2 separate regions of the Arabidopsis thaliana genome follow, and region 1 is linked to region 2. The links are chromatin contacts, called in public targeted proximity ligation maps. All regions are on one chromosome and are shown on one strand. The core of a region is the stretch at or near the end of the contact, and the rest is flanking DNA. Distances in the headings are between cores, read along the strand shown.

Region 1 (3,151 bases), core at 207-2,706, 89 kb before region 2:
TCCGAGAAGAGGAGTTTGGCAGGTAAAAACCTACCGGTCTTGCACAATCCACTCATCAACATATTGTAGATGGCGGCATCCGGTGAAACTCCTCTATCTATCAATTTAACTTTCATATTAACTGCATCATCCATATGGCCTGAAACAACAAGACCATGGATAAGAATTCCATACGTAACTATATCTGGTTTGCATCCTCTTTCAGCCATCTGTAGAAGCAACTTAGAAGCAATATCATACTCTTTACTTTTGCAATAGGCTTGTATCAGAGGGGCATAGCTTAAATTGTTTGGAATCAACCCTTTCTTTGATGCTTCATCCAAAAACCCAACAGCGACCTCCTTTTTCCCTTCTTTACACAAGCGATTAATCAAAATGTTATATGTTGCTACATCAGGCTTGCAGTCATTAGCTATTATCCATCCTATACTCTCAGCAGGATCAACCTTATAACCGTGCCTATACTTAGCATCAATGATATTATTAAGGAACCAAACACTAACCCTTAAACCCCTTTCTTTCACTTCACTCAAAAGTCGATCACTCGCCACAAAATCCCCTTCCTTGCAGAACCCGTTAATCATTGTACCAAAAGTTTCCAAAGTAGGCATAAATCCCTTCAACTTCAACTCCTTGAAAACTAAATACGCATTTTCGATATCGCCCAGCTTGCAGTATCCACCAATGATTGTGTTGTAGAACACAATATTCGGAATACAACCTTTACCCCATCGACCTTCAATCAGCTTTCTACCTACTTCTACCTTTCCTTCATTACACATACCCTTGACCAATATACAAGTACTGTAATTATCAACACTATCACCTCTATCACACATTTCGTCATACACCTTCCGTGCATCTCCAAGTCTCCTACTTTTCACCAATAAACTCAACAACGAGTTACAAGCAATAACATCAGGCACAGAATCATATAACTCAACAACATAATCATAAATCTCCACTGCTTTACTTAAACTTCCAGATTCAGCATAAGCGTGAAGAACATGACTCAATGCTTCATGTGTAAGCTTCACATTTTCGTTTCTGAGATTACCCAACACATCTTCAATCTCATTGAAGATCCTATACCTCGCTAAGAGCTTCAGAAACGAAGAACAAGCGAACCCATTAGAAAAGAACTCATCTTTCTTCTCACTCGATAGCCAATCAAAAAGCTTAACGCCGATTTCAACATCCTGGATTCGATCGAATACGAAAGGTGAAATGTCGACAAAGCGGACTTCTTCATCAGCGAAGCAATCGTCGAGAATTTGAGACCAGTTTTGTTGGGTTTTGAGGATGGATACAGTGTCGCTGACTAGTTTCTTGATACGGGGAGTAATCGGAAGATGAGATCGGAAGGAATTAGATGCATGAGGATTGGAGAGAGGTTTGATGCGAGAGAGAAGGGTTTTAGACATTACAGACGACGGTGAGTGGTTTCGTCGTCAACGGCGTTTGATTCAGAAGTAGAGAGGAATCAGTTAGGGGTGGGGAAGAAGAGAGAGAACCGGAATAAACCAAACCAAACCAAACCGAAATCGAACCAACTCTGTTTATGAAACACTCTCATTACGTTTTCTTTTGAATTATACCGAATCGACTTTTAAAGAAAAGCTAACTAAATAGCACCAAATGGAGTTATAAATTGTTTTGTTCTATAAGTTGATAAGACCGATGGTTGGTTATTAGTTATCATCAATTGATTACGCTGAATATCTGAATTTTGTCTGTGTATCATCAATCAATTGATTGCTTGGTCAGGATCTATCGTCGTAGAGCCGGTGAGTCGGAGAGTCGAGTTTTCTGGGAGGTTTGTGGCGGGTTTGGTGAGTCGACGGTGAGGTGCATCGTCGGAAATTGGTTTCTTCCGATGGTGGTTTTCAATCCTTCTTCTATGCCTCAAAGTCGTGGACCTTGAAACCACCGGATCTAGTGCGAATGGTTCTCTGCCACTGGGAATCAACAAGTTCCGAGCTTCCGTTCTATTTTCTGGTGACATTTTCCGATCTCTTTTTTGTATCTGTTTCCAAGTTTGTATGGCCCAAGGCCCAGTCCATTGAGATTTAAAAAAAAAAAAAAAAAAAAAAACTTTTTGGATCTATTGAAGATACATGGCCCGGTTAACATTGGTTATCCTGATCTTTGTTTGATGTTCTAATTAATCATGTATATAAGTAACTACATATGTATAAGCTTAGAGAACCAACTCTGTTTATGAACCACTCTCAATTTATGGATTCTTCGCCCATTCCACACACTTGCCTTGCCTAATTCTTTTTTTAATTAAATATTACCATATTTGAATTCCAATACATAAACTATTATATTAAAATATTTTTACTAACGTAATAGGTCAATTTTTTATTTTATTTTTTGTGCACCACGTAATAGGTCAATTAAACTGTGAATCACCATGACCGTCAAATAATCATATCTATTTTACTTTGATTACGTAAAATATCTGAATTTTATTTCTTCACATCGTGTGTAAATTCTTTTTGGATCAGCAAGATTGTTTTGTCTTTTGTCCATATGTGCCACGTGGACCAACGCGTCTGTCACCGTTAGTCACTGAATCTTTTGAGCCTTACAAATCAAATTATATGTTGTTATATAGTCCAATAATTTTTTTCATAATTTGAAAACTTCTCTTAAAGGATTTGTTTTCACTAGTATCTACAAGTATTGAAATTTAAGTGAACAAAACTTCAGTATTTTGTTTTAAAATCCTGGCTCCAATCATATTAAGCTTAGGTTGGTTTGTTGTAATTAGCTAAAGAAAAGTAATGACAATATCGAGTTAATAAACAAAATAAAAATAGGGTGGCATAATTCTAGTGAAAAAATTGCAGTATAACGTTTTTTTCCACTTGATGCATTGAATCACAATCGGAGCCGAAGTGTTTGTGAAATTATCTAAACGAGGTAATGTCACACTATTATGATGGGAGTCCCGTCAAATGACCTCATTATCTATTGGGCCATATGAAAAGGTTTTCTTATTTCATACGATACAGTATCGATCGTTTCCTTATATACAAGAGAAGACATTAGTCTTACGACTTAACCTAATTCCAACATATGGACTAAGTTAATCGAGGCCCATATGGCCCAATATTATCTTCAGTGGGCCCACCCTGCTTTT
Region 2 (3,125 bases), core at 285-2,784:
TTTTACCTCCAGCACACTGTAAAATGTTTAACAAAATAAATGTTAGAAAACTATAAAGCAAAATAAAATAAAAACTTATAGAATGTAATTTTAGATAACCTGTTTGCAGTTTCTGAATGCGTCAACAGCGTAAGCATGCGACAAGAGTAAGTTGTGACTGACTTGATAAGCTTCGTATCCAGACCGCCCATCCTGACAATGCTGTCCATAACCGGGGATGTACGGCGAACAACGTCCCGGAGCTTTCTTTCCGTTGTCGTAACCGGCACGACTAAACACCCATGGCTCGTTAAATGTGATCCAATGTTTCACTTTGTGTCCATATTCGTGGAAAGTGAAATTCGCATATTCGGTAAAATCTTGCACGATGCGACCACTTAAGAAACCACCATATTCATCTTCCAAGTCTTGGGGAGTATCCCAATGAAAGACTGTAACTAATGGTATTATATCTAAATTTCCAAAGATCAAACATAAAATAAATTGTTAGTATATATTGATATTATGAATTTTTTATAATTAACTTTTGTTTGTGGGGGATTACTGTTTTTGAGAAGCTCATCGATGAGGTCGTGGTAGAATTGGACTCCCACTTTGCTTATTCCCTTAGACATCCTTCCATCTGTTAATTATTTCATATTTTCCAACCATCTTAAAACTATTAATAATGTGAATAATCAATTATAGCCACTAATAATCAGTTTTTTTTTTTTGTGGACCAACCACTAACAGATATATATTGATCAACTATTAAAAAAAAAAATAAACTTACGGGGGAATATTCTGGGCCACGCAATAGAAAGTCTAAAAGCATCAGTGTTAAGGTCTTTCATCAACTGGATATCTTCCTGTTAATATTCATTTTAAACTATATTATTAACCATCAAGAAAACATATTTCAATCATAAGAAAACGAAAAAAAAAAGAAGAAGATAATTAATTACCTTGTAACGATGATAGAAATCCACAGCAACATCAGCGTTATGATTTTCACATCTATCTGGAAAATGTGTTTAAACATTCATATATCGATAAAATGTAAAGTATCCCACTCAATACGAAAAAAAAAACAATTACATACGTGGGAACTTCTTAGTGAAAGTATCCCACATGCTTGGACCTCTGCAACCTTCATTAACAGCTCCTTCAACCTATATTACAACCACATAGTAATAAATAAATGATCACTAACCATAAAACGATTTTTACCCAAAACAAATTAAAATCATATGATCTAAGAAATAAGAGTGGACCTGAAATGCTGCTGTTGCGGTTCCCCAAATGAAGCCTTCAGGGAAGTTTAATCTGCTAAATTTGTCAGGCAGGCCTGCACCGCAAACAGGTCCTTGGGCTTTGGTCGGAGCTCCGACCAGAGTTAGAACCAGAGCTAACCCTAACACTAAATGAACCTTCTCGAACCTCACCATTATTGGGTGGTCTCTCTCTCTAGTTTCCTCACTCTTTTTTTCTCTCTAGCTAAAGATATTGGTGTAGGAATTTGTTGAGGATGAAATGAAGGAGAGCTCATGGTTATATAGAGAGTTGTGTCAGTGTTATAGTGTGTGTGAAATGTGTTTCAGTATCATTACCAAAACTTCTGATATTAAATTAAGTTAGGTTAATACAGTTAACTAGTTAGTAGCACGTGATTCTTTATAAGGGTACCTGAACCAAATAGAATCCCATTTTTTCAATTTTCTTTCCAAGTGGCAGCAAATAATTAATAACGAATTGTTGTTTGCCTATTTTGTATTTTGATTAAGTTATTAACAGTTTAATTTAATAACACGAATGGTTTACTTAGCTTTGTATACTATGCGATTATTTCTTAAAACTTTTTTTAGCACTCATTAACTATTTTTATAGTCACTACTTAGTACATTAGCATTAATTATCACACGAATAGTTACTTGTATAGTAGTACGATATATTTTTTATTATTTTTTATAAGAAAAGAACATGCATAAAATGACTTGCTTGTTTGTAAGAAACTAGGGAAACTATATAGCAAGTTTCTCTAATGAGGAAAGTGGTTGTTGAACGCTTTCACGTCGGACTCATATCTTTTATTTAATGAAATTTCTTGCTGGTTGTAAAATTGCAAGTAAGGAAAATGAATGTGGAGTTCATTTAAGTTACAGAAATATTCAGAAAACAAAAATGAAAATTGCATGAAAAAGGAATTTATACAATTATTAAGACAGTTCTCAATAATTGAGCTATTGTTCACTATATCAATTTTCAGTGATCTCCATGTGCCTCAACACACCATCCACATTTCAAGCTTCACACTTTACTCTGCTTTCTAGTGATTTTTTTTTTTATTTTGATAAAAAAAATTTAGTTTTACTTTTGTCTCATTTAATCAGTAAATTAATTTTGAAAAATAGTTCTAATTAACCATAAAACTGCTTTGTTTGTAGATATTATCGATATAAACTGTTAGCCTTGAATCTTACTATCTATTTACATTTAATCAAAAACTCAATACGTAAATATATGAATGAAGAACCAAATTTCCAATTGCAAAACTGATATTTCTGCCCCACAAATTTATAGTTTTAGACTTTTAGTTCTTGACTTAAAATGTAACTACTTAAGAATCTTTTTTCTTTTTTTTTGACAGCAACTACTTAAGAATCTATTGTGGTATTAATAATATATATAAAAAAAAACTTATCTATGTTATCTTAATTTATTATATTATTATGATTAACCTTAACTTCGAGTTTTTAAATACCGGTAATAAAGTACTTCTATAAGAGATGATTTAAATAGTTTAAATCAGAGTTACTTTGACACATATATAGATGCAATTTCAATTATATCGACTTTTTTGAAATTGATTTGCCATTATCGAAGCCTTTAGTCATTGGCTTTCAACAAAACTCTATTTCTCTACCACGAAAAAATTCGGATTTCAGTTTATAGATCAATCATATATATACCAAAATCGTAATGCAACTTCAAGTTAATAACAAAATCGTGTCAGTTTTTTTTTTTGTTTTTTTTTTGTTGAAAGTAATTGTGTAAGTTTTATGTCCATATTCAGTCTTAAATATATGAATTGCAAAAGCACTATAACACTTATTGGCTTTCGTATTGCGTCAGAAAAACATTTACTG

What was found.
Region 1: a targeted proximity ligation map of shoot shows a contact between it and region 2, with 11 read pairs. A contact is called at or near these places in 1 of 26 Hi-C or Micro-C datasets (vegetative nucleus) and 1 of 2 datasets of targeted methods (shoot).

The regions. Positions count from the first base shown.
Region 1 is chr1:19,602,101-19,605,251 of TAIR10.1, reverse strand. It overlaps AT1G52620 (Pentatricopeptide repeat (PPR) superfamily protein), which reads right to left and starts at 1,456. Exons shown (of 1, transcript NM_104140.3): 1 at 1-1,456. The coding sequence starts at 1,424. AT1G52618 reads right to left here and starts at 2,105. Exons shown (of 1, transcript NM_001084236.3): 1 at 1,509-2,105. The coding sequence starts at 2,005. The coding sequence ends at 1,748. It also overlaps AT1G52615.
Region 2 is chr1:19,513,552-19,516,676 of TAIR10.1, reverse strand. BGLU18 (beta glucosidase 18) reads right to left here and starts at 1,534. Exons shown (of 13, transcript NM_001198275.1): 1 at 1,254-1,534; 2 at 1,082-1,151; 3 at 945-1,000; 4 at 773-848; 5 at 545-622; 6 at 100-452; 7 at 1-16. The coding sequence starts at 1,427.